Linked DNA regions of Mus musculus: regions 1, 3, 4 and 5 are each linked to region 2. The links are chromatin contacts, called in public HiChIP or PLAC-seq, Micro-C and promoter capture Hi-C maps. All regions are on one chromosome and are shown on one strand. Each heading gives the region's core, a stretch centred on a gene start, on an enhancer-like site or on the middle of the called end of the contact. The rest is flanking DNA. Distances are from core to core; before and after follow the strand shown.

Region 1 (5,367 bases), core at 2,379-4,878, 440 kb before region 2:
AGCCTCAGTTGCAATTGAAGGCCCAGGACTGAAGGGGTCATGCAGTGTTTTGGAGATGCCAGTACCATGAGATGACCACCAAGAGCAGCAGCAGCAGTGGGGTACAGGCATCTGGAGCCTAGAGGACGATGCGTGTGCTACAAAGGGCCTGGCTGGAGAAGTTACCCAAGCCCTTGGAGGAGCCCAGAAGATCGTGAGTTGGATCCCAGACATTGGACGGTTGGAGATTGACTTTTGCTTTTGATTGTGACTGTGCCCTGATATTTTCCCTCTTGAAGGAAGAAACTGTTTTAGTGGAGCCCACAGTTAAGAGACTTTTAATTGTAAAAAGACTTTGGATTTTAAAAGAGATGGATATTTTAAAGAGATTGAAATTTTAAGAATATGTAAAGGCTGTGGGACTTTTAAAGTTATTTAGATCTTGGGGATGAATAAGATTGTAAGGGTTGAGGCTTACTAGTGATGTTTTTGTGTGTCAAGTTGACAAGGGGTCAATTGTACTGGCTAATTTTGTGTCAACTTGACACAGCTGGAGTTATCACAGAGAAAGGAGCTTCTGTTGAGGAAATGCCTCCATGAGATCCAACTGTAAGGCATTTTCTCAATTAGTGATCAAGGGGGAAAGGCCCCTTGTGGGTGAGACCATCCCTGGCTGGTAGTCTTGGGTTTTATAAGAGAGCAGGCTGAGCAAGCCAGGGGAGGCAAGCCAGTAAAGAACATCCCTCCATGGCCTCTGCATCAGCTCCTGTTTCCTGACCTGCTTGAGTTCCAGTCCTGGCTTCCTTGGTGATGAACAGCAGTATGGAAGTGTAAGCCGAATAAACCCTTTCCTCCCCAACTTGCTTCTTGGTCATGATGTTTGTGCAGGAATAGAAACCCTGACTAAGACAATCACTTTCTGGAATTATATAAACATCAGATCAAATAACTGAATGATTAAATTATTAAGCCTTCTAAAATTCTAAGGAGCAAACATGAAAGCAAAATTTGAAAATCGGTTAATATTTCAGAATCCAGAATAAGTTATCCTAATTATCCATACAGGAGAGGATACCATGGTTATGTGATCAGCAATGGTAATTTTCCTTTTTCTTCAAATATGGTTTTAATCAAAGACATTTCTCAAAAATTGTCATTGTCTAAAATCAGAGTGTTAGTCCCTTAATCTTTTTTTGTTTTGTTTTTCGAGACAGGGTTTCTCTGTGTAGTCCTGGCTGTCCTGGAACTCACTCTGTAGACCAGGCTGGCCTCGAACTCAGAAATCCACCTGCCTCTGCCTCCCAAGTGCTGGGATTAAAGGCATGTGCCACCATGCCCGGCTCCCTTAATCATTTTTATATGGGCCCACTGAAAATGATTTGAGGGTGAGAGTGTTGAAATAGGCTTTTTAATCAAAGTCTTCATTTTTCTACCTTTTATGTTTACCTAGAAAAATTAAATCCCTTCTAACATAAGAGACAAAAAGAAAAAATTCTATGAAGATTTTCCATGGACCAAGTTAAGACTTGGCATTAAGTAAGCTCACTAGTCCACAAACTCTGCTGCCGTTTATCCTATTTAGTAGTTAGATTCCCGGGCACACACCCATGACGGCCTGTGACGGGCTCTTTCCTTCAGTCCTTCAGACTTTAGCTTTGGTTTCCGCTCTATGTGTCTTCTCCCTCTGAATCTGTGGTAACACAAACATGAGCTTATCTGGGCTCTAACGAAACTCCCGCATGTCCTTGCCTGCAGTTTCATCAGAGAGGGGCTATTTTATAACTACTTCTGAAAGAAAACGCTCTGTTCATTACACAGCCCCCATCTCCACTCACTCCCTGTAGCTGCTCCATTAGTCTCTGGAAATTGCCTTCCGTCTTATTGCTGCCCAAGGCTTCTAAGTGCTTGTTTAGAAACAAATTTTAAATCCAAGCTAAAGTGCAAGATTTATTTGATTTTAAAAAAATTTCTTTGACCATGTGCCAGTCCTTTACCTCAGTTTCTGTGAATAAATGCCCAAACCCTAAGGCTGAAATTTGGGGGGTGGGAGGGTATCGGGCTTTTGTTTGGGCTGAGATGCCACAATCTGCCCCGTGTCTTGTCTGTTACCTTCCTTAAACCGGACTCATCTGGATGACAGGTGGAGCCTGTTTGCTTCTGGATGCGGTGAAGTGCCCTCATTTCATGAAGGCTTTAATGTCCTATTCTATCAACCGTATGTTAGTCTGCTTTCTGTTTTCAGGAAAGTCTAGCAATTTGAAGTAGTTAACACAAGGTGACTGCACTTGACTTAGCTTTGCTGCCCCCAGTCTGATGGCTCTCACGCTGCAGTGTCCGGGAGTGGTTTATTAAAGCCACTTGATGTTCCTCATGTCCCAGTTGGCAGGAGACTGATCCTCCCTCTCTGTGTCTTACTTGTCTTGGCTGTAGTAGTTTATACCACTGGTAACTCTCACACCATGCCATCCACTAGTGTCTATTACAGACAGCAGAGAACCTTCCAGACCACTTCGGTTCCCCTTGTCCTTAGCCAGCTTAAATACTGCACACACTCGGAGTTGCAGAGCGTTTTTGACTCTCTTGCCTTCCTTACCGTGATGTCACTCGTTCGGTTGACTCTCTGGTCCTAAGACCTTTACCCTGCCAACATGGAAGCTACCATGTAGCCCTGACAGAATTTAGTTAGCGACTGGAACATGAGATCCATGTTCTCCTTCACCATTTCAGTGTTGGGTTTAAATAGATGTCATCTCCATGCAGATAATTCACTCTACTGTAATTAGTGGGGTTTGTTATTGCAGAATAAAGTGATCAACTTTTTAACCCTCATATGAAGGAGAACATGTGGTATTCATTCTGGCTCACTTCACTTACCATAGCTCCCTCGGAGTTCTGTTTTGGCGTGTGCCACAAATGAGAAGATCTGATTCTATTTTTAGGACTGAATAATGTTCCTCTGTGTGTGTGTGTGTGTGTGTGTGTGTGTGTGTGTGTGTGGTGTGGTGTGACCATCCCTTGAGTACTTCCAGAAAGGCATCAAACAATGTGCTATCTCATCTTTATAAAATTAGTTTGCCTCTGAATTTCTTGGGTTGTTAGACATTGGGACTCTGTGTTCAAAGAGCAGCAGGGAGCTATGCAAACCTCCCCACAGATTCCTCTGCAGCACTGGATGTGGTAAGCACCCTGGCTGTTCTCCAGTGTCATATGACAGGTCATAGCCAAAGTCAGAGTCCTGGGAGAGTGTCCCAGCCTTTGGGGGACCTCCAAAAAAAGTCTGCAAATTTGACAACATGACCTACACTTCATTTTCTACAGAAAGTCTAAGGTAAACTTCTGAGGCAAGAGCCAAATAATCAGAGCAGAGGCTACAGCTGCACAGGCCACACCCTGCTCACTGGTTCTAGACAGAAGCATCCTAGCGCTGGCCTGTGCTCTGAGGTTTCACAGCTTAAATAGGCATTACTGATGACTACAGCTAGTGTGTTATCCAGGGATACACATACCAATTTAGCAGAGAATGCTGGCAGGCCTCGAGATGTCTCCGGGATTATATTTCCTATATTTTATTGAATCAGTCTGAAGGCCCTTGGTCAGAGGCAGAGCACTGGTTGGTGTTAACGTTGATGATCATCCAAGTGAATGACCACATCAGGAGTCTATTGCGCAATGTGGTATGGGTTTCACTCCACTTATGAACAAAAGAATCCTAACAACATCCTAACAGCTGTACCAGCCTGCCGCCTGGGATACATATTACATCAGGGAGGAATGAGAGTCCCCTTGTCAGCATGAGGGCTTCCGTGTACCACTTGTTGGCATAGATGGGAGATGACATAAGAACAGAGACAGTTGTCAAATCCTGACACGAGGAAAATTCCATTCGGTGAGCATGCAGGCCATCAGAGAAGAACCTTTACTGAGGCTAAAGCAGTCATCACAAGTAAATCATGGCTGAAGACTGTGGAAGCAGGAGGGCTGCCTCTGAGTAGAGGATCCCAGAAATGGTTCTTGCTCAGCACCCAGAAGTCAGCTAGTGGGAACTGCAGCAGCACAACAGGTGGGACAGAAACACGGACAAAGGCCCAACTTATGGAGACGCAGGGAGCCAGGCTGGAACAGGCCTGCACACAGCTGTTAAGGCTCTGTGGAAATGCGCTGTGGAGAGTGGAAATCAGGAATATAAGGTGGAGATTTTTCCCAGCCTGTCAATGTTTCACTCAAAAGGACATTTCAATTCCAGTGGAAGGTTTGACTACACCCATGGCTACACATGGCCCATGCTTCTCACCCACCACATGGGCTGCCACCAGCTCTCTACCTATTTCTGTTGTGCTGGCTTTCTAATATCTTGATGTTTCTTTTAAATTTTTCATAGTTGAGTATTCTTAATCTCAAATCCATCATTACATTCATCTCACTACATTTTATTACTATTTGAGCAGTTTGGGGGATTGTCTGTGAGTCCAACCTTCACACGAGTGTATGAACAGCAGCAACCCCACCACCACCACCACCCTGACTCCATGTAGCCCCTGTGGGTAGTGAGACACACACAAGTGTGTCAGCCCATGAGTCATGCATCTGTTTTCCAAGATTCACAAGAGCATCAGTAAATTTCTTTTGTAAAAAAAAAAAAAAAAAAAAGCAATATATTGTTAGCCCTCTCCAAATTCCTGCTGTAACTAGAGACTTCGATGCATGCGTATGTACAATGCTGCTTTTCTGGTATCAAAGCCGCACTGTTCCATGTGAGCATTATTTCATAGTCCTCCTCACTGCACTTTTCTTATCCACACAGATATCACATAAGGACCCCTGAGTGACTATTTACAAGTATTTCGTAAATGAAAGTGGTGTGTCACATAGCATTTAAAGGGGGATGCAAGAAATGACATGACATATATTCCTTTATCATCGTAAGTTTCCCTATTCAAAGAGCCTGGGGGGCTGTGCCACTCCAGAGCTGAGGGCATCAGAGGTTTCAAAGTGGGGATGGAACAGATTGCGAGCAGAGACCGGCAATGGGAATAAAGCTAAGAAAAAATTAAACAGCAGGATGGGTAAAGATGACTTTAGGAAAGTCATCTATGTTAGATGACCAAGATTTTGTAGTTAGATTTGTTTGGTTTTTGTTGTGATCAAGTTTATTTTGCTTTCCATTTTGTGATTTCTTCAGGAGATTTCTTGTAGACTTTCTTTTTTAAAGTTTAAAAATAATCTAGGAAGCAGAGCACTGAGGGTTTGCAGCTGAGCAGCAGGAGCCTGGGTCTCTGCAGCTCCTTCGCTCCTCAGTGAGCATTTCCTGTAAGCCGAACACAAGCCACAGTGGCCCTCTGTCTTATGCTGCTGGGAACACTGCCTCAGAAGGTGCTGGGCCAGGTTTGC
Region 2 (5,130 bases), core at 752-3,251:
TCACTGGCTTTCACACAGTCCAGGCGGTCCCCACCACTCACCTCGGCCGACATCAGCAAATCTACAGGGTGAACAGAAGAACGTTTGAACGCAGCAGACTAGTGGGTACCCTGATTCCAGGTCCCGGGAGGGCAGGGCATGATAGACCTCCACCATCATTCTGAAGGGGCAGATTAGGTAGGAAGCTGGTCCACCCCTCTTCTGGAATTTTCTCACCCCGGGAATACTGCCATCACGCCCCTCCCCGGCTCAACAAGGAAGGTTCCACTGGCTGCCTTAGCGGGATTTGCCGGGGATCCCGCGCAGCCCCAGCGTCCCAAAGCAGAAGCAAGCACTCCTGACCCGCTGGCTGCCCCGCCTCCCCAGGCACCCGAGGCTGCAGTGTCTCCTGGCCAGCAGCGGGCAAAAGGGCACTGAGCTGAACAGCGAGGCTGGGTGCTTGGCACCCTTAGCGCTCTGAACGAAAGGCAGACGAGTGCCACAGTCTGCCCCGCGGGTGCGCAGAGACGTTTTTCCCTTAAAAGTTTTCCATTCCAAGTTTGCTCTCTTCCGACCCCAGCGGTATTTGACCACACTCCACCTGCCGGAGCGTCTCAGGGAGCTCCGACTTCCAAAGGGGAGTAACGCCCTGGGATGGAAGCCTACGACCCCTCAATTTTCCACCAGGCTGGGTTATTAGTTTTTGTTTTGTTTTGTTTCTCACCCCCTTTAAACACGGCAAAATAAAATCAACCGCTCAAAGACGCGCCAGCACTGCTTCCCAATCCCAGAGATTCTTGAACCTCTTCACCCCCTAGCGAAACTTCTTCCACCCACACTCAAGGCACCCACCCGCAATTCTGGAGTGGCTGCCGCAAGGGACCCCCCAATGAAAGACTCTGGATGAGAAAGCCAGCAGCGGTCTCGACTTACCCAGGAGTGGCAGCACGAAGTACAGAGTGGCTAGGAACATGGTGCCGCCGCGCAGCTGGTCCCCGCCCCCCCAAAATCCAAAGCCGCCACCGGATCTCGCGGAGAGAGCTCAGCGTGCAGAGATCCCCGGGCGACTGCGCTCCTCTGGCCACTCAAAGTTAAGCTCCATCCAGGGTGAGAGCAGACTCCCCGTTGCTCTGCCGCCCACCGCCGCCAGGGACTCAGCTCCGAGCGGGCGCGAGGGCGGGAGGCGGACCCGCTTTTAGGGGTTCAGTTCCGACCCAACCTGGAAGGAAGAGCGCGCTTTGAAATGAGAGCCCAGAGTGCTGAAGCCTCCAGCTCCCGCCCCTCTCCCCTCCCCCGCTCCCGCCTCGGGGGACTTCTCAACGCTACCCCCACTCGGGTCCGAGAGCAGGAGGTGCGAATTCATCTATTACGGGCACGAGGAAGCTCCGGAACCCGGGTTCTGGAGCTGGTAAGGTCCGCTAGGGCTCCCAACGTTCAAAGCTGGAGGATATCGCGCACAACCCAAGAGGCTGAACGCAAGCAAATAAATAACCATTACTTTCAGAGCAAGCGCCGGAAGCTAGCTGGCGCTGCCCGGAGTCGGAGCCTCGGTGGCGAAGGCTTCTTAGCCAACCCCGCTGGACCAAGACCCTGCTCCGGCTCCGGGAAGTTGGCCGCCCTCCCTGGCTCTCGCCCGACCACTCACTTGCTGGCTCGATCACTAGCGTTCTAGCTCTTCTGTCCCCGGCCACCGATCGCTACCCCAGTCACCGTCATCCCCTCCCCTGGACGAGCCTCTCTTCCCAGGCAGTCCGGCAAGAGGAAACTGACATCCCGCATCCCGCCTGGTACTGAAACCTGGCTTCTCCGCCCCTACTCCTACCTGCCGCTCATCCTGGGCTCCTTCCTAGACTTCAGTGCTTCACACGCACTTGCCTAGCGCCCGAACTCCTGTGCATCCACACCACTGCCCCGTGAGAGCGAGCTAGTCCACAGCATCTGCACACCCCAGCAGGTGCAGCCCCGCACCACTAGCGCCCCCCTGGCCCCAAAGTTGGAGGACGCCAGCAAAATGGAAAGGGATGGCTGGAGGGGAGGTGGCGATGGGTTCTCAAGTGGAATGAGAAAACTCTAAATGCCACGAACCTGAACCCAATTGACCGGTGTCCAGCTGCAGCGAGTAGCCAGTGTTTGTTTATTTATTCTTTGGGGTGTCCCCGCCTCCTCTTTCTCTTTCCGGCCTCACTTTCTCTGTGCTAGGTAAAAAAACGATGCCACAATCTGCTACAGCTCGGAGGACAGAGTTGGCCAGGACGATTTCCGAGCAGACCTCCCCGCCCCGGCTCGATGCCCGGTAGGGATGTCAGCGGTTATTGGAAGCGGTGGGAGGATAGCATGCCCAGATTGGTTTTGGCTAAAGGCCCCTCAGGCTGCTTCTGCTCCTGCCTCCGGGCAGCGCAGGGCCGGCTCTTCTGTGAAGCGCAGTTCCTCCGTCCGCCACAGCAGACTTACAGGCTGGCTGGCGGTGGGACCCAAGGCCAACAGGCAAGCAGGCTCAGGACCCGCAGCGCTACGCCGCCGCCGTCGCGGAGACTGCGCACCCCCACCCCCTTCAGTGCACAAGGGCTCTTTCTTTAGTGCAACACAGCAACCCATCCAGACCCTTTTGAACACAAAGTTGTTTTTTTTTCTCCACGTCATTCGCGGCTGTGACTCAAGACTTGGCAAGATTCAGACTCACTCAGACCTAAGCCCTGAGCGGCGATCCGGGATGCACCCACCCATTGATAAAATGCTTGTGCGAGCTCATGCACCTCTCTCCTCCTGGTATGACAGCGAGACAAAGCAAAGTCCACCCCAGCCCACTGCACTGAAGTCTGATCAGACCCAGCTTTAGGTAATTTTATAAGATGATTTCCATCTTTACTGTTTCAAGAGTAAATTTTTTTTCAAAAACATTTTATAAACAGAACACATCCACAGCCCTTCACCCCAACTTCAAGGATCGCTCCAGCGATGCTGCTGAACCCCGCTCTCCGTGACACCCGCTGTCCTTTAGGGGTCCAGAGATCTGTCTAGAGTATGTCCGTAGTAGTGTTTGACCGACCAGCTCGCTGCTTGGGGCTTGTGTCAGAGATCTTTTCTATGTCCAAGTTCATCATCTCTCAGGAAAACAGAGTTTGAATCGAATCTATGAGCCCAGCTGTCAAATCTGCAAACCCATCACCACAGACAATGGGCCGCCAAGGAGAACAAAAAAAGAGACGCTCTTTTTTTGATCCAGAGTGTTAATTGAAAAGGGCAAAGGCTTTAGTTTAAGGCGTAAGGGCCGGGAGAAGAGGAGGAGGGATGGGTAGCCCTCCATTCAAGTACACATCAGCCAGGCGTGCCCTTCAGCTGTGGCGGCTGTAGCATTGTTTGGAGTCCTCAAAGAGTCTGTGCCTCTGTGAGCAACCTGAACCCAGGGGACATCCCGCCAGTGCTAGCTCCTCCTTTGCCTTGCACGTGTTCCTCAGGGGCAGGTATGAAGTGTCTGAAGCCTTCGCCAGGAACCCCTCCCCCGGTGTCACATTCAATCACACCAGACTTACACAGATTTCCAGTTCAGTGTATCAGTTTACACTCCGTCGTTGAGTAAACAAAGAAAGCATATGTCACATTTTTTTTGCGACAGATGGTTCGATCCAAGGGCTACTTAAGTTCTTTCTCTAGCGATAGTCAGAAGTCTACAGGGTGGAACTACTGTGGGAGATGGAATTGAGTCTTCCAATCAGTGTCTCTGCGTACAGAAGCAGATTTCCATATTTTCACACCAAGGCAAAAATCTCCAGGAAGTGGATGTTAATGAGAAGACTTAGCTGAAGACTCCCATTGATGCTGAAAACATAAAACCCCCCTCCGTTGTCCTATTTCATAAGTGAGTGGGAATATTTTTCTCTGTCAATTCAGTGCTTTTCTTTGGGGACCACTTTGGGTGGTTGAAGAATAGTTAAGTTTCATTTAAGACACTAGCTAAGTCTATTCCAAATATTTTTTTGTTGGGAAAACACTTGGTTATTCTACTTAATCCTAGGGAGTTAGTTAAAATCTACTTTTAACAGAAAAGGAAAGACTGGTCTAAAGTTCTCTAAATGTGGAATAAAGGACTCTTTCGAAAATAGTTATGGCTTCAAGAATATTACATACCCCTTCTTCACTCTAGCCTTCAATATATGATAAATATATAAATATTTACATAATATATAATAAATATAGATATGGTGAAATTAGACCTTTGGGGTTTGGTTTGGTTTTGAGGGGTTATTAATTTTATTTTTATTTTTGTGTGTGTCCCAGTCCATGAAGGTCAGAGAGAACATCAAATCCCCTGGAGCTAGAAAGTGACAGGTTGTTTTCAGGCTCAACATGGGTGCTGGGAACCAGACTCAGGTCTTCTACAAGAGCAGTAAATAGTCTTAAGTCTTGAGCCATGCCCCCATCTTTGTTTAAAATAATTAATAATAAGGACAATAATAATAAATGCCCACTGTTTGCTACAACTGTGTTGACCAACACCAAAACTACCAGCCTCAGTGTCACTGCCATGAATTTAATTAAAATTAAGTACCAGGTAAGTGTGGTTAGTTCTCAGTGGCACCAACCAATGACTATACATGACCATGGTTACCATATCTGATAAGGCTTACAAAACTCTTCCATAATCACAGAAAGATCAAGAGGACAGCCCTACCCTCTAATGTTGCTGTTAAATTAATAGGCACAGTTTCTATATAGAATAACAGATCATTGTAGGCATCCAGTGAGTGCTTTATTAAGCAATGGCACAATGGGGATTGTGGGGCCATTGGGGGTGGTGAAGGTGATGGAATGTGAGGGAGGTGATGATGGTGGTGATTGGTGGTTGAGTGTGGTGATGGTGGAGGTGGTGATGATGATGGTGGTGATGGTGATGATGTTGATGGTGATGGTGGTGTTTTGTTTTCCTTCCGTGGAAGGAGAAGAACTCTACAATGACACAGCCCATTGAACGTCTGCTCTGTACACAGGATGTGATCAGTGGTAGTAAAGCAAAGGAGAAGAGAAACGGCCATGTCAAATTTCATCCTGTGAGAAGAGCTGTAAACAAAAAGATGTAGTTCATACTCTAGCTTATGACTTCTCAAGGCAGGACCCCATAAGGAAAACCATTGCCTCACGGTCTGCTACCATAAA
Region 3 (5,516 bases), core at 893-3,392, 460 kb before region 2:
TGTATGTCCACATGTTCCCCACGTGGATTTGGGCAATCATAGAATATGTGATCTAAGATGTTACTTATTTCCGACGTCCTATCTGTTTCAAGATTTTATTTATTTTTATTTTATGTGTTTGGCTGCATGTATATCTGTGCATCAGAAATATGCCTGGTACCCACCAAGGCCAGTAGGGGGCTTTAGATCCCCTTGAACTGGGGTCTCAGAGAGTTGTGAGCTGCTCTGTGGGTGCTAGGAACCAAGCCTGGGTCCTCTGGAGGAGCAGCCAGTGGTCTTAATCACAGACCCGTCTCTCCAGCCCCTCCCTTTATTTTAATTGGCTTAATTTGGGGGGTTCTGACAGGTACCTGTCATCTTTACTCTCCAGTCTCCCTCTATGTGCATCATGCTCCGCCTGGGGATTCCTTCCGTCAGCGCTGAGGAAGGAATTTAATGTGTGTTCGGACACAGCTCCTCTCACTGTGTGACCTCTCCACCACACAGTATGCTTGCCATAGCTCCCCATGAAGCCACTCACTCCATGAAGTCAGACATCAAGCAAAGCCAGGAGTCTTCCAAGTGTTGACCAGTGACATAGTAACACTCAGAAAAGCATGAGAGTTTTCATCTCAGAGCCTTTTGCTTCCTGTTTCTTTTGGTGGGAATCTCAACACATGCTCTCTGACTAGCCGGAGCCTGCTCAGACACCATCTGCCTGGTTAGTCCTGGCTAAGACAGGCATTTCCCATGCCCCAACTCGGGCCACCACCTCCCCTTCCCTGCTCTTTCCCCCAGGACCTGTGGTTATCTGCCTGTGCCTTCTCTCACATGTGTGAAACATAACATGCGTAGAAGCCTGAGAAATGACGTGCACAGCTGGACAAGGTAGCGAAGGCCTTAATCCCATCACTCAGAGGACACAGACAGATGGATCTCTAGGTTGAGGTCAGCCTGCTCTAAATAGCAAGTTCTAGGACAGGCAGGACTATGCAAGGAGACCCCATCTCCGGAGGTAAAGGCTGCTCTGTGGTTTAGAACCAAGAGCTGGGCCAGTAGAGACATGTATAACCACGCTGAGCTTGAGAAATAAGCTCTGTGTGTCCTTGCTCTCTCAGCTTCTGGGAAGTCTTCCCTTAACAATCCTCTATTGTTTCATCATTTCTTTACATATACATTAATTATATCACATACTTACTCACTTATAGCAATTAAAACATCCAGCAAGATAGCCTGCATTTTTTGTGCAGATGGCTTTCTAGGCATGCTCTCCAGCACCCACAGACATTTTTTTTTAAACAGTACTGGATAGTGAAACTAGAGGCTTGCATGGGATGGACATGTGCCCCACCACTGTTCAACAGCCACACCTGTTTAGTTTCTTTGCTGTTTTAAGGCAGGATCTAGCTAATTTGCACAGACTGGTTTTGAACACACCGTGAAGCCTAACCTAACCTTGACTTTATGACCCTTCTGCTTAGGCTTGTGCAGTAGGTAGGATTATAAATTGGGCCACCAGTTCTGGCTCTTAATCCATTCTTAACAAAATTAACTTTTTTTCTTTCACTAGCAATCTTTGTGCTATGTTACACACAACCATAAAATCCTTCTCTCTGACTTTCCTGCCTAGATTGTATTTATTTGAGTCTCTGGAATTACCCTTTCTAGATAGTTTTTAGATTCATCCCCAATTCTCCATATGAGACAATCTTTACTTTAGACGTAGTCTTGATCAACTGACCACATATTCCATATTCGCTGAAAATAATTCGCCCTCGGGAACCAAAGCACCCTCCGAGCAAAGTCAGGAACTTGCTGTGGTTCCCGGGGCAGGAGTGTGTGGTGCCTGTGTTTCCGATGTTGTTTGCCCTATACAGGAAAAGTAAGGCCTGTCCTAGCAGTGACCCTTTGTTCTGTGGCCCAGTCCTCAGAATAGCATTGCTTTGCTGAGGGCTATCATGTGGACAAGCCACAGCTTCCCTTCAGATTTATTCCAAAGATCCCTCTGAGAACATTGCTTCGCAGATGATCTCATCTTGCCTCAATAATGTCCCCAATCATCCCATATACAATCCAAATGAGTAATCAGGGGTTATGCAAATGAGACTTTATCATCCTCTGGACCTCTGGCATCCGTAAGGGTCCTTCATTCTCATTGAGTTCAGGCTAGCTATTATCCCCGTCTCCCGAGTGTGCAGTGGAACAATGTCCGTCTTTCTTCCGTACACTGTAGAGTCCAGAACTGCACTCATTTTCCTTCTCTGTTGTTAGGATTAGATGCATCATTCATCTATAATCTGAGCTCCACAATAGCTGCAATCACCGTGTCACTGGCCCCTGAAATGAGTTCTTAGATTCAGCAATCACTGCACTATCAACATATATTAGGTGTAGTATCCAAGTCTTTCTGTTGAGAATATTGCCGATTTTCCTCCTACGGCAGCATGGTGAGTGAGTGGTGAGTGGGATCATAGATGTCTAAATTAACTTCCAGTGCAGCGCCCTGTCCCATTGCTGCCTCCTCACTACATTGGCTGCATTTTACTAGGGACAAGCAGAAGCGCAGATGATCCCGCATATCGTCAGAGCCCTTCCGATAAAGAAGAAGGCGTTATGAGTTAAAATATAATTGTTTTTTTTGTCTTGATTCATCTCATATTTAGCACTCTACATTTTTCCATTATTCCAAAAACGAATTTTAAAAAGATATGTTTCTGTTACATGTTTAAAAGAGATTCTGTTGTTTCTGCTGCTGTTTAGCCTTGAACTTGTGTATTGCATCTATTTGTTAGGTTTAGGTTTAAAAAGGATAAATACAAACATCTAAACCTTCACAAATTATAGCGGAGATATCTGTTTTCAGTTTGAGAAAGTGGTTATTTTAGTGGTGAGTTAATATGATTCTCTAAAAGAATTCTTACTTATTCTTACTAAATTAACCACTTAGAACAAACTTTACCAGGAAGAAAATTATTATGTAATCAATCATGTTCAGATACATAGGAGAACTTTTAAGAAGTACTCTAAAGAAGAGGCTTAAACATTTTTTCACCATTGCCACAAAATAACAATTGACCATTTTGAGTGGTCTGCACTAAGCTGATTGTAAAACGGTCTCTGTGGTAGTCTGAAACAAAAATACAGTGTACAGAGACTGTAACTGACGGCTATTCATTATCTGTGCCCCCACTGACTAGTTTTTGGTCATAGGTTATGCCAAAAGAAATGTCATCTTTTATATATTTTTCTTCGACACAATTGTGTAATAAAGTTATCCTGTATTTGAAGACTTTCGTACCGTTGTGGAAATCAACTGCAGGTTACTGCTATGGCAGAGGTTGGGAGCCTAGCCATGATGACTATTATTATTAATCTGTGTTAGAGTGACCTCATCGCCCTTATGCTATTACCCACAGTGAACGAGACATGGCTACTTTGCACTTTGCAAAAATGACTTTTAAGACACTGAGAGCCCCGTTTGGTTTGGTAACTAGAAGCTTGAGGACCGCTTGGTTTTAACGAGCATGTAGAAAACAGCGGATGAAAAGCAGCCATAACCTCAGAGTCATCTGAAGGTGCACCACAGGCCAGTTGTCAGTACACTCCCGTAACGGCCCACCCACTCGTTCATCAGACCATCGACTGGACAGCGGCTGCTCACTGTCTTTAAGAGGTGCGACCTCCTGCTCCTGTAGGAAACAGAATTAGCTTTAGAATAAAATCAGCATGGGTGGAGAGGAAGAGGAAGATCTCATGGGGTAGAGATTCTTCAAGGGGAAAAAATGTTCTAATGACAGTTGTACAGCTCTGTGTGTGTGTGTGTGTGTGTGTGTGTGTGCTGAACAAATGAATGAGCTATGCATGCATATTTTACATAAGTGAGCTTTACGGTATGAGGATTTAATGGAGGGCTATTGGTGGGAGAAGATAACAATATTATAATGATATTGACCGTAGTACTGCTAATCACCCGGTGATGGGCAGTACTGAAGTTGTCAGCATCAGTTCATGAGATAGTCCTGAGAACACGGGGCCTCTAGGACCTGGAATTAGCATTCGTGCTCCTGAACCTGCAACAATGCTCAAGCCCGGTGATATTCATCCTTCTTTAACTCTGAGTTACAAAAAGTTACACATGTATCAAAAGAGCTTTAGTGCTCTTTGTTATAATAATGTATCACCTAGTAGTTAAATGTATCTTTCCTAAAACCTGAACGTTTTTCTGTCTAACCACAGTACAGCTATCAGCATTGAGAAAATGTCAGTATTGCTACTGTCCACTCCTCAGGTCCCATCCAGGAGTCACCAGTGCTTCAGTCACTGGTAGCCTGTGGTGGTTTGAATAAGAATGATCCCGATAGTAGTTATGTCTTTGAATTCTTAGCCACCAGGGAGTGGAACTCTTCAAAAGGATTAGAAGGAATAGGAGGTGTGGCCTTGTTGGAGGAAGTATGTTGCCTGTGGTGGGCTTTGAGGTTTCAAAAACCCATGCTAGGCCCAGACTTGCTTTCCCCTCTGCCTATGGATGAAGATGTAGCTCCCAACTAACATTCTATCACCTGCCAGCATGCAGCCATGCCTCCTGCCATGGGGATAAGGGACTAAACCCCGGAAACTGTAAGCAAGACCCCATTAATTAAATACTTTATCTTATCATGATGTCTCTTCACACAGTGGAGCACTGACCAGAGACACGGCCTATGTCTAGTGTAAAACCCCGGGCTGTTTCCGTTTTCTTTAAACAGTTTCTCAATCTTTCCTTGACTATGCTTGACCCTCGGTGGAGATCATTTTACAGTGCATTTTGGAGTCTCCCTCCATTTGGATCTATCCAATGTCTCTTCCTGATCAACACCAGCTATTTATTGTCATTATCAATGGCAATATCTGCTTTGCAATCAGTCTTAGGCCTTGTTCTTCTCACTGCATCCTCTCTCAGATTTGAGAGTCCTTTCTACAGGCCTCCGGGGTCTGTGGGCGTGGCCTTGTGGTGAGTGTCCTTTCTACAGGCATCCGGTGGTCTGTGGACGTGGCCTTGTGGTGAGTGTCCTTTCTACAGGCCTCCGGGGTCTGTGGGCGTGGCCTTGTGGTGAGTGTCCTTTCTACAGGCATCCGGTGGTCTGTGGGCGTGGCCTTGTGGTGAGTGTCCTTTCTACAGGCATCCGGTGGTCTGTGGGCGTGGCCTTGTGGTGAGTGTCCTTTCTACAGGCATCCGGTGGTCTGTGGACGTGGCCTTGTGTGGCATGAGGAGTTGCAGTCTTGTTTGTATTTTTCTGCCCTCACCATTTTTTCCCTCAGAGTTGTGGTTCCTTTCATGTAGAGTTACATGTAGAGGCTGCAGTCTCTTTGGGCCTGTTTGTGGCTGTCACGGTGTGACTTTTCCCAGGCTTCTCAGGACGTGCGTGTGATCTTTATTTTTCTGTATATTGAAGATTGCAAGTGTCCACTAAAAGCTTCAAGTCTGGGTTTCCATGCTCCTTTCTTCCCTTCCAAGTTTATGACTCTTCTCTAAGTAGATGAGGCACCTACTTTCCACC
Region 4 (5,369 bases), core at 2,147-4,646, 260 kb before region 2:
TTTCTAAGTTGTTTTGATCATTCTAAGTCCTTAGCTTTTCTGTGTAAGGTTTAGAAACAATGTATTCATTGGAGACAACAAAACAACTAAGGATTTAGGAAACGTGAGATGAGAGGGTGATTTAGCATCTCACCTTAATTTTTGAATGTTGTTTTTTGGTGGCTACAGAATTAATGCTGAGAACTCTCAAGACACTAAACAAGGCTCTGGCTGTCTTTGCTTCTGGACTTGTAACAAGGAGCCTACATTGTAGCCTGTGTTACTCTGCTACAACTCCTTTCTGTTGGTGTTGTTTTGAATGGGAAGTATCCTGCATAGGCTCAGGCATGAGAACAGTTTGGCCTCCTGTCCATAGCACTCTTTGGGAAGGGTATGTAATCTTTAGGAGGCACAGCCTTGCTGGTGGAAGTACCTTATAGGTGGGAGTGGGGTGGGTTGAGGGTTGGGGTAGCATAGTGGGTGGGAAGGCAATTTTGAGGTTTTATAGCGCAGCACAGTTTTTAATTCTAGTTCTCTGTTTCCTGTGTGGGGTGAAATGTGACCTCTCTGCTTCCTGTGTGGGGTGAAATGTGACTTCTCTGCCCACCCTGTGTATGAATGAAATTTGACTCCTCTGTTTCTTGGACTCCAGGCTGATATGGTGTCCTGCTGCCATACCATCCCCACCATGATGAACTGTATCCCTCTGAAACTCAGAGCCAAAACAAGCTGTTTCCTCCTCGAGTTGTTTTTGTCAGAGTGTTTTTACCACAGCAGCAAAGTTGGCCAGCTCATGTGATGGCTAATCTTCCTTAACAACTTGACTGGACCTGGAATCAGGTGCCATAAGCCACTGGGCCAGGGATGAGATTTCCTTGACCAGATTATTTGAAGCTGGAAGACACATCCTAACTGTGACTGGCACCTTCTGGGTACAGCTTTGCCTTTTGCCCTTTTGCCTTTGTTAAACTGATAAGTCCATCTACTCTGCGCACATTGTGCTGTGAATTTATCTCCGGATGCAGTGGCCTCTCTTTACTGACACCAGAATCCAGTTTCTTTTGCTGTTCACGGTGGACACTGTTTCTCCATTAGTCTTCCAGACCTGCTACTCCTGACTGGGTCTGCTGAGGCATTCAGTCTTCCCAGCCACTGTAAAGTGAACAATAGCCACATTATGTATGCAGATCTAAAAATAAATCCTATTTTTAATATATTTCATTCTATCTATTCTATTCTCTTACAACCTTGAATAATATACCTGGTTTTATGACTTTTTTTGAAGTCACTGCTTTCAACTAGATTATGACAGTATCCTGTCTGTGTTGGTGTATTCCACACGATATACACAATAAGTATTTGCTTACATATTGGACCTGATGTTCCCTAAGCTTCTGGGATTTGTAGATTTATATTTTTCATCAGATTTGGGGGGAGGTTAACTATCATTGTTTGAAATATTTTGTGTGTTTCTTACCTCGGAGACCTTGATGCACTGCACAGCCACTGTTTGTTTTCATCCGTCTCTGTCCCCTTGGCGCTTCTTTGTGGAGATTTTCTACTGTTCCTTCATGAAGTCAGCCAATGTCTGTGCTGTGTCGTCGGTTGTTGATTCTGACCAGCATGTCTTCATTTTGACTGTAGCCATCATCTCAAGAAGTTTGGCTTGGGTCTTCCCACAATCCATAGCTCTCCTGGTTGCGGGGATGTAATGCCATCCTCTTTAATGTCCTTGGCTTTCAGCTGTGTCCGCGTTAGTCTCTGTCTGCTGTTCTTGCTTCTTTGCTTCCTGTTGCTACTTTGCATTTATTTTTGTTGGAGGCTAGACATTGTGTTCTTCTCTTGGTTTAGTACTGGATGCTATGAGCTCCTTCCACAGCTTTCTGCCCTGTGGCTGCTTGTCTAAGACAATATCCAGCTCTAATTCTGAGCTGAAAGATCCAATGTAAGGAAACCAGGTGATGTTTCAAGTGATTCTCAGTGGCAACCTATCTGGTATATTACAGACACCAAGTTAAGTGTTTGGTAAATGGATGATTAAACAAAAATTCAGATGCCCCTTTGTTTTAGCTGCCCACTGTGTAGCAATTTGCTACCAAATGTAATCACTATTTTAAATGGGGATTTATTATATTTCATAATTATGTGGCTTCACTGAATTCACCTGTAAGTCCTTTTGCTAGTCTCCTACTAAGGTCATGCAGATGGTTGCCATGAGATGTGTCATCTGGACTCCAACTGGAATGCCAGATGCTGAGTCTCCCCACCTCCCCATGTGATCATGTGGTCTTCTATGCACCGTGTCTCCAAAGGCAACCTCTAGCATGGCAGGCTACACCCCACACTCACTCCTCAGTCTTTCTCAGGCACTCAGATTCCAGGAATTTGTAGAGGTTAGTCCTCTATGGCCTAGACCTGCAAACGGGTCAGCATTACTTCCCCGGTCTTCTGTGGATCGTGAGGACTCGGCATCCACCCTGACGCAAGAGAGGGAGCTGAGGACCTCCTCCATGCTCCACATCTTAAATGCACCGAGTCCATGAAGAGGTGCTGATGTGCTTTTCCGCTGAAGGACTTTGTTACTAGAAATCCAGTGGTGAGGCCAGAAGGGCTCCTGCTCTCAGCTATCATCACCCTCTCCCACTCTGTAACTCTCCAGAGACAAAGCTTCCTATCTGGAGAACCCAGCTCAATGTTCTAAACCAATGAGATGGCAGTTAATATTTTACTCTTAGAGACTTGTACAACAGAATTCATGTGTGTGTGTGTGTGTGTGTGTGTGTGTGTGTGTGTGTGTGTGATTTTAGATCCTACTTTGCCCCAAACCATCACATTTAGAACTCCTGGTATGAGGCCAACCTTTCCTTCCCCCCTGCCCCCGCCCCTGGATCTCTCTCCTCTCCTTCTCTTCTTTTTCTTTTCCCACTCTCTGTCTCTGTCTGCCTCTGCTCTGTATCTCCGTGTGTCTCTGCCTCTGCGCCTCTCTCGAGTCTTTGTCTCTCTGTCTCTCCTTTTCTCCCCTCCCTTTAACTGGGCTCACAAACTTGCCTTAAATCTGGAATAGCTTTTAATTTTTTTCCAAAAATATCCATCTCCTCTTTTTGACTAATGCATGCTTCTTAAGTCCTAACATAACTTGGATAGTTAGCCATTCTGCTACAAACAAAAACAAAACTATAAATACAATTGTTTTAAGACCAGAAAAGGAAAAGTGCTTGTCAAATGTTAATTGGGGGAAAGTGCTCTCCATCCATGTCTAAATCTATGGTAACCGAGGGGCGTGGGGGTGTTGAAAGCCACTGAGCTCTGTTTTCATATCCCTCCCACCATCGTGGTTAAGAACTTGAGACTGACTTGTCAGAGCTGATGCTAAGCAGAAACCTGATGGCCCCCAGGAGTTCTGGGTCTTCAGTTTCATTTCCTCATCCCTGCCCTAGAAGATCATGGCTTCCTTAGACCTGGATGTTTACGATGACCCCCAGTCTCTGCCTTTCTCTCTCTGGGGTCACCAGAAGTTCAGTTGAGCTGAGTGGGGAAAAAAAATCACACATTTCTAACTTTCTGTTTTCATTGTGAAGAAAGACCTGGGCTTCAGCACTGTCCCTGTATCCCCAGACTCCATGGGTGAGCCACAGAAATGGCAATGTTCCTGTTCTGTGAAAAGCGAAAGGAACACGTCTATTCTCATGTAAAGATCCACATATCAGCCAAGCCCCTTTCCCTGGGGAGAAGATAATGAATGAATTGGATCTGCTTAAACACAAGTTGTGAGCACTCTCATACCATTCAGAGCCATCATAATTCCTCAAAGTTGGCATGAAAATGGGACAATAGCATAAGTGAGAAAGAATTAGGAGAGGGAGCCCATGCTACCCGAGGTCTACCCTACCTTCAGTTTGATACCTTCAGCACTTGGACCTCCTGTGTGTCCTTGGTAAACACAGGAAGTCCCTTTCCAGCCACATCCCCACTTTCTGACCTCCTTCCGTTGATCTAACACATTCGTATGACGCCTGATACTTTCTGCTAGATAAGGCTTTGAGCTATTTTTTAAACTGAGCACTTATGCTGATAAGAGTCATATTTTTCCCATCTGTATTTTCAACATATTGCCAGAGGGACTGGGCAGGAGATACGTTTTTTGAACAAAACAGAATACTAAATCGAGGCAATGGATCATAAGCCTAAGCAAGGAAGCTCTGCCTTCACCATCCAATAAAAAAGGTCAGTAGACAGAGAGATGGAATGGCAAGAGAAAGGTTTAATAATGCGGCCATCACAGAGCTCAGTCAGGCTTTTCTTCCTCTTCCTGGCCCTGCAAAGATAAAGTCTTCATCAGAGCACAGGAAATATGCCCAGGCCCACCCCCACGGCTGCGGTTCTGGGGAATGGATCACAGCAGCTCTGACTCTGATCTCCTAGAAATCCATCAAACTTGTCTCTCCAGGGCCTGGGCTTGAGTCATTACCACAGGAGGAATGGTGAGGTGTCCATGTGTTAGCCTTTTATGTGCCTAAAAAATAGTCACTGCTTCATCTTCCCCAGCAAGCCAAGCGTTCCGCCAGCTCTAGGACCTTTCCTTCATCGTCTCTCTTGCCATGGTGGAGGCAGTGGAGTGGGGAAGAATGGCCCATAAGAAGTCCTCACTCCTTGATTGATGGCCTATGAAGAACTGTCTCAGGAATAAAGTCAGGGGTGAGAGAATCTGCAGTTCACGTGTCACACCAAAGCCTTTGCAGTGACACGCACAGGAACTCAGACAGAATCGAGTGGGCAAGCTCACCCAGGTAGGGCAGACCAGTGCATTGGTGCCTTCCCTGCCTTGGCCTTTTGGATTATCCTTATGTGGCAGAAGCATCGTCCTCACTTTGGCCCTATTGGAAGTGGTAGAAAGCTTTAGGGGTGGGGCTTGTGGGAGGTTCTAGGTGGTCATTGGGGATTTGCTCTTGAGGAAGACTGGGATGCCAGTCTCTTCCTCACCTCTGTCCTTCATAGCTGGACCATCACATGAACAGTTTTCTTCCATATGCTCCTGGCCAAGATATGCTAACAGCACAGGTGCTAGTCTGTCCTAAGTTGGCTTGCCAACTGCCAAGGACTTAATGCTGCCAAACTGTGAGCTGAGGCAAACCTTCCCTCTTTAGATGCTCACCATTTGGGGGATTTTGTTACAGTAACAGAAAGCTGGTGAATATTTTCCACTATCATTCACATGACAAAGCTTACATTGTGAAACCCGCCCATTTTTTTTCAGAAGTTAAGGTCATGATTAACTGATTAAAAAATTAATTCAGCAATGATGTTAGTTGTGAATTACCTCTTATAGTTCAGATGCTGCTGTTGGGAAATTGGTGGATCAAATAAGCAATTTTTTTTTAATCTGCAATAGT
Region 5 (5,075 bases), core at 2,438-4,937, 500 kb before region 2:
TTCTGGTTCCTCTTCTGTTTCTACTTCTCTCAGCTTTAAGACAGAGGTGGCAGCGTTCCAGAATCTCCATCCTTCACAGTCACACTCAATCCCAAACTGTCTGAGCAGGGATCTGCTGTCAGCCATTTGCATTGACGTTTTTAGAATATTAACTGTTGATGTACTTCGTAGTGCATGGATCAGTGCACAGGGCTGTACACTGGGGGAATAAAAGGGCGTAAGACAGTACCTATCTCAAGTTCATATGGGTAAGGACAAGATATTAAAATACCTTAATTTCAGTTACTGATTTTAATTAACAGATAGATTGTTAGTTAAATGTTTGCCATTTCTAAGCACTTATGTAATAGTGTAGTTTATGATAAATATCTAAATTTAAGCACAATTAAAAATCTAGATATAGATCAAATTTTATATAGAAACATAGTGAATGAAACTATAGGCATATCAATATCTGTAAGGAAAACATTAGCTTGTTTTTCCCCAAATTGCGTTGGCTAGAGCTGTGTGGAAAAGAAAAGAAGACAAAACTGAATCTGTTCCAAGTCTTATGTAATGAAATTATAAATAGATGCAGAACTTATAATATAAAGAGCTTTAAAATAAACATCTAAAAACAACTAAAAAATGGTCAATATAAATAGTTCACATAAGTGCAAAAAGCCTTTAAACACAAAAATAACTCAAATTCCCTCATTATAAAAATAATAAGTTGAAATTATTGTGTGTCATTAAACTATTTAAAGTCTAGATCTCACAGACTATTTGCAATAAACAGAACAATAGTCCGCAGCATTGTCTGGTTATTAGTCCCATGACTTCACATGGCCAAAGGCACTTGGCAGTTGTCTTAGGGTTTTACTGCTGTGAACAGACACCATGACCAAGGTAACTCTTATAAGGACAACATTTAATTGGGGCTGGCTTACAGGTTCAGAAGCTCAGTTCGAGGGTCTTAATGCCCACACCCACAGTGACACACCTACTCAAACAAGGCCAAACTTCCAAATACCGCCACTCCCTGGGCCAAGCAGCAGTTAGAATTAAAATCAAGTGTACAAGATTAAGATATCCACTGGTTTTCCTGGGTTACATTGATGGGCCTAATGGAATCACAAAATTTTAACAGTGAAAGAAGAATCAGAGGAGAGGGTGGAGTCATGGGAGACAGAAGAGCTATGGGATATAGAGGGCGGAGTCATTGATTCTGAGGATGGAGTCATGGGATTCAGAGGGTGGAGTCATGGGATCCAGGGCTTGGGGTCATGGGAGCAGAGGGTGGAGTCATGGGAGCAAGAGGCAGAGTCATGGAAACAGAGGGCTAAGTCATGTGATCCAGGGGGTGGAGTCATGGGAGCAGAGGGTGGAGTCATGGGAGCAAGAGGCGGAGTCATGGGAGCAGAGGGCAGAGTCATGGGAGACAGATCGCCAATTCTCATGAGCAGAGGGCAGGTTGATGAGATTGCTGGCTGCTAAGAGGGAAAGACCATGAGACTGGAGAGGATGAGGAAACCAGCTTTTACCCAGGCCTCTGGGAGAAACAGCCATGCCGGCATTTTCATTTTGTCTGAATGAGCCGCATCTTGAATTTCTGAAACCTGAACTATGTTTTGTTGTTTCAACCTACTAAATTTTTGACAATTTGTTACCTTAGCAATAGGAAATTGATACAATAGCCTAATAATACAGTTATAACAAAACATGTTCTCTGATGTCATTGGAAATGCAAAGACGTGTTTTACTGTTTATATATGCAGTTGCTCTTAAGTTCCACAGACTTAGCTCAGCCATTGTCTTAAACGCACAAGGCAGGCAAGGCAGCAGGACCAATCATAGATATTGAAGACTGAAAACAACCCAAACATTTCGACATGGTTAAATATCGATGTAAATATGATAAAATGTAGGGAGTCGGACTGGGAGGAGGAGAAGAAGGAAGGGGAAGGGGAAACTGCAGTTGAGATGTAATATATGAGAGAATAAACTAATAAAAATATGATAAAATGTTCTATTTTGTAGCTGTGGAAATAAATATTAACATGGTTTGAATGATCTTGAGTAATAGTATTAGGTGAAAGACCAAGTTGACGAAAATTATGCATCGTATATTGTCGTTTGACTAAAACAGACGGACATATAAACATATATGCACATATTTACTCTTAAAAAATGAGAAAAGACTGTTTCTTGCTTGGCTTTTGCACTTGTTTGTAGGCCTGAAAAGGAAACATGAGTGTCAGAGATGGAATGTCTGCCTCTAAGTGTACTTTGTTTGTGGATACTTGCCTGGGACTATTTAAATCTATTAAAACTATAAAGTTTCATAGATTTGAGAGAAACAATACTAAATGAAAAAGTTAAAATTAATACGTGAACAGATGTAAATATGAATGGATGAGCTCATGGGTTTCTAGCTTAGAGAAAACAGACCTCCAAATTGAGAAAGCATGGAGTTTTTTAAGATGCGTTTGTTCAGACTCCACTAGGACCTCAACTGTAGGGAGGAGTAAAGTGTAGAAGGATACTAAGAGGTAGTGCTCCTCCCTGTGCCAGAAGGCCTCACAGATTGCAGAGGGATTCCTATGTCGGCTCACTGTGTTAGATGTCTCCTTCACTGGCAATTGTAAAGGAAAGCATCGTGGTATTGGAAGCATATGGCAAGGACTAGTGTTGATTTCCTGATACACGGAAGGTAGAGAGATGATGATGATGGTGATGATGATGGTGGTGGTGGTGGTGGTGATGATAATGATGGTGGTCAGTCTACAGGATCTTTCTCTAAAAACCCTGTAACATACATCCAGAAATATGCCTTATGTAGGCAACGTAGATCTTTCTCTTAAGCAAACAAAGAAAAACCCATGGTTTGTTCTATGATAAATTTATGCCTATAATCTACAAAGTGCTTGGCTTTTAAGAATCATATATCAATTGTTCAAAGGACTTGGAAATTGGTTTCACTATGACATTTGCATTTAATGTACTTCAATCATATTCAGCCCTGTACTTTGTCCCCTCCCCCTCTGCTTTCTCTATCCCTGACATTTCACTCTTTCTTTTGTTGATTTCCACTTTCTGTCTACATAATGAGGCAAAGTCTTGTCTCTTTGAGTCTGGCTTTACTTTTCTGAATGTGGGTCACTTGCAGCCATACCCATTTTCTGATTCCAGTGAAATGACTTCATTTCCCTGATGGCCAAATAATTCTCCTTGGTGTGTATAGACCATGTTTTCTTTATATGTTCACCTGCTGATGGATTCCTGCCTTGTCCTGTAATTGGCACTTGAACAGCCCAACAACAACAACCACAACAAACTGTCTATGCTATGCAGGTGTCCCTCTGGGAAGGGACGCTGACCAGGACTGATTAAAGAATAGACTCATTGCTTATTTTCCGTTGCTATGATAGAACACTCTGAGACTGAGATAAGCCAGAGAAGAAGAAGGTTTATTCAGGAATTGTGGTTCCAGAGATATCAATAGGAGTCTGTCACTACCAAGGTCGAGAGCACCACAGCGGGCAGGGAGGAATGGCCCTGGAGCAGCAGAGAGCTCTGGTCTCCACCCACATAAAGGAAGCAGAGGGAAAATTCCTGGAAATTCAGGAGGCTTTGAAAACCTCAAGTCCCGCCCTGAGGGACTATTCAAATGCCAAGACTTCTTAGGACCATCTTATTCAAACACCCAACTCAGGAGGCAGGATCAATCTGTTTCAGAGATTCCACAGAGGCTGGACCTATTTCCTTCCAAAAGAGAGTGAAAGGTGCTGCCTTTCCCCTGCACCACCCCCAGAACCTGCTGCTTTGTTGTTGTAGAAGTTGATGTTGCCTTTCTGCCTGGGGACTCCAGTACAGCTATGGTTTGCATTTCCCTAAGGACTAAAGGGATCACTCTGTTTTGTTTTTTGTACACATTTGTTGCAGCTTGTGCTTCTGCATCTGCAGTCTCTTGTTTCCCTGACCCACTTGCTGGTTGTTACTTGCCTTGCATTGGTTACATTTTTACTTCTTGTGTGTTGGATTCCATTCTGTAGACAGGTAGGTGCTTTCTTCATTCTGCCGTCCGACTCTTCACCCCCATCTTAATTTTTTAAATATTTTATAATCTTTTTAGCTTGATGCGATTCCATTTGATATTTCCTGCCTGTGTGCCTGGCCCAGGAGTTCTGGTCAGAGCACTGCTTCTGCCTAGCTCTTGAGGTTGTCCCCTCATGCTTTCTTCTGAGAGTTTCAAAGTTTTGTGTCTTATAAGAAGGCTTATCCATTCTGAGGCAGGTGTGTGTGTGTGTGTGTGTGTGTGTGTGTGTGTGTGTGTAGTTGTGATCACTGTGCAAGCATGTGCAGAGACCAGAGGTAGACATTCTATGTCTTCTCCTACAGTCCACCATAGTTTTGTAGACAGGGTCTCTCACTGAAGCTACATCTTTCATTTTGGCTAGACTATAAGCTCTCAGGGATCTACATCTCAGCCCTGCCCAAATGCTCAGGGTACAGGAACAAGCCCCATTCAACCAAAATAGGCTTCCTATCACAGTCCCACAGTGCAGGGTATCTGATCTTGGTCCTCACGTTTATGCAGTAGGCGCTTTACCTCCTGAGGCATTTCTGCATCCCCCGGAGAGAATTGTCTTCAGGTGAGAGATACAGATATAGTTTTAGCTTTGAATGTGCCTGCCTAGATAATGTGATAAGAAAAAGCCAATTAAAGATGAAAACCAAATTGAGCAGTTACACTTGTTATTATGGAGATCATTATAGACTGTGAACAATACATGTTCATTTGCCGTCACTAAGACACCCATGGTTCCCACACGGAAATCATCCTTAGCAGAGTTGAAGTAGTTAGATGTACCTACTTTTAAAGGAGCTTTGGTGTACTTTACAGTTGTGTGCATGTAAATGATTGCAAGCACTCAACCAATGTTGATTTTTCCAATACATAGACAAGGAAATGATATATTTATCCAAACCAATGTTTTTGTCTTAGTGTTTTACTGCTGTGAAGAGACACCATGACCAAGGCAACTCTTAATAAGGACAACATTTAATTGGGGCTGGCTTACAGGTTCAGAGGT

The links. Promoter capture Hi-C pulls out the DNA fragments that hold promoters and counts their contacts. Hi-C and Micro-C count contacts between places; a contact is called where the count stands out from the background. HiChIP or PLAC-seq counts read pairs in DNA pulled down with a chosen protein or histone mark.
Region 1: a contact with region 2 is called in a Micro-C map of muscle stem cells, with 8 times the contacts expected there. The contact joins the enhancer-like site here to the promoter of Gfra1 in region 2. A contact is called at or near these places in 2 of 39 promoter capture datasets (embryonic stem cells and hippocampal neurons), 5 of 15 datasets of contacts at CTCF or cohesin (the NIH/3T3 cell line, embryonic stem cells, large pre-B cells and 2 more), 32 of 484 Hi-C or Micro-C datasets (the AML12 cell line, DN3 thymocytes, the N1E-115 cell line and 16 more), 21 of 115 datasets of contacts at active chromatin or transcription factors (the NIH/3T3 cell line, T-cell acute lymphoblastic leukemia, astrocytes and 15 more) and 1 of 9 other capture datasets (embryonic stem cells).
Region 3: a contact with region 2 is called in a promoter capture Hi-C map of neural stem cells. The contact joins the enhancer-like site here to the promoter of Gfra1 in region 2. A contact is called at or near these places in 21 of 39 promoter capture datasets (the 3T3-L1 cell line, 3T3-L1-derived adipocytes, the C10 cell line and 14 more), 6 of 15 datasets of contacts at CTCF or cohesin (the NIH/3T3 cell line, embryonic stem cells, large pre-B cells and 2 more), 103 of 484 Hi-C or Micro-C datasets (3T3-L1-derived adipocytes, the AML12 cell line, B cells and 57 more), 31 of 115 datasets of contacts at active chromatin or transcription factors (the NIH/3T3 cell line, T-cell acute lymphoblastic leukemia, VIP interneurons and 22 more) and 4 of 9 other capture datasets (adipose tissue, embryonic stem cells, liver and 1 more).
Region 4: an H3K4me3 HiChIP or PLAC-seq map of pro-B cells shows a contact between it and region 2, with 2.3 times the contacts expected there. The contact joins the enhancer-like site here to the promoter of Gfra1 in region 2. A contact is called at or near these places in 9 of 39 promoter capture datasets (the C10 cell line, cranial neural crest, embryonic stem cells and 5 more), 2 of 15 datasets of contacts at CTCF or cohesin (the NIH/3T3 cell line and pro-B cells), 4 of 484 Hi-C or Micro-C datasets (cumulus cells, embryonic stem cells, long-term hematopoietic stem cells and 1 more), 10 of 115 datasets of contacts at active chromatin or transcription factors (T-cell acute lymphoblastic leukemia, craniofacial prominence, embryonic basal ganglia and 7 more) and 1 of 9 other capture datasets (embryonic stem cells).
Region 5: an H3K27ac HiChIP or PLAC-seq map of embryonic stem cells shows a contact between it and region 2, with 7 times the contacts expected there. The contact joins the enhancer-like site here to the promoter of Gfra1 in region 2. A contact is called at or near these places in 14 of 39 promoter capture datasets (the 3T3-L1 cell line, the C10 cell line, cranial neural crest and 9 more), 3 of 15 datasets of contacts at CTCF or cohesin (the NIH/3T3 cell line, large pre-B cells and stem cell-derived epiblast-like cells), 1 of 484 Hi-C or Micro-C datasets (nephron progenitors), 15 of 115 datasets of contacts at active chromatin or transcription factors (bone marrow-derived macrophages, craniofacial prominence, embryonic basal ganglia and 9 more) and 2 of 9 other capture datasets (adipose tissue and embryonic stem cells).

What each region holds. Positions count from the first base shown.
Region 1 is chr19:58,013,588-58,018,954 of GRCm38.p6, forward strand. The region is part of intron 27 of Atrnl1 (attractin like 1); the gene reads left to right. It overlaps Gm32980 (a long non-coding RNA gene), which reads right to left. Exons shown (of 6, transcript XR_003952872.1): 6 at 975-5,367. Among named protein-coding and RNA genes, the nearest start is that of Gm32980, 27 kb to the right of the region's middle. Within about 2 kb of position 3,629, at least 59 of the 459 cell types and tissues checked have an H3K27ac peak or open chromatin away from gene starts, as enhancers often do. A contact at or near this core is called in embryonic fibroblasts, muscle stem cells, myocytes and 1 more, where this site is marked.
Region 2 is chr19:58,453,397-58,458,526 of GRCm38.p6, forward strand. It overlaps Gfra1 (glial cell line derived neurotrophic factor family receptor alpha 1), which reads right to left and starts at 2,002. Exons shown (of 11, transcript NM_010279.3): 1 at 1,802-2,002; 2 at 913-1,198; 3 at 1-61. The coding sequence starts at 952. Gm41876 (a long non-coding RNA gene) reads left to right here and starts at 2,753. Exons shown (of 3, transcript XR_877966.1): 1 at 2,753-2,815; 2 at 4,965-5,130.
Region 3 is chr19:57,989,404-57,994,919 of GRCm38.p6, forward strand. All of the region lies in intron 27 of Atrnl1 (attractin like 1), which reads left to right. Among named protein-coding and RNA genes, the nearest start is that of Gm32980, 51 kb to the right of the region's middle. Within about 2 kb of position 2,143, at least 10 of the 459 cell types and tissues checked have an H3K27ac peak or open chromatin away from gene starts, as enhancers often do. A contact at or near this core is called in embryonic basal ganglia and neural stem cells, where this site is marked.
Region 4 is chr19:58,190,560-58,195,928 of GRCm38.p6, forward strand. No RefSeq gene overlaps it. Among named protein-coding and RNA genes, the nearest start is that of Gm41875, 39 kb to the right of the region's middle. Within about 2 kb of position 3,397, at least 15 of the 459 cell types and tissues checked have an H3K27ac peak or open chromatin away from gene starts, as enhancers often do. A contact at or near this core is called in T-cell acute lymphoblastic leukemia and pro-B cells, where this site is marked.
Region 5 is chr19:57,953,049-57,958,123 of GRCm38.p6, forward strand. The region is part of intron 27 of Atrnl1 (attractin like 1); the gene reads left to right. Among named protein-coding and RNA genes, the nearest start is that of Gm52385, 29 kb to the left of the region's middle. Within about 2 kb of position 3,688, at least 5 of the 459 cell types and tissues checked have an H3K27ac peak or open chromatin away from gene starts, as enhancers often do. A contact at or near this core is called in embryonic stem cells, where this site is marked.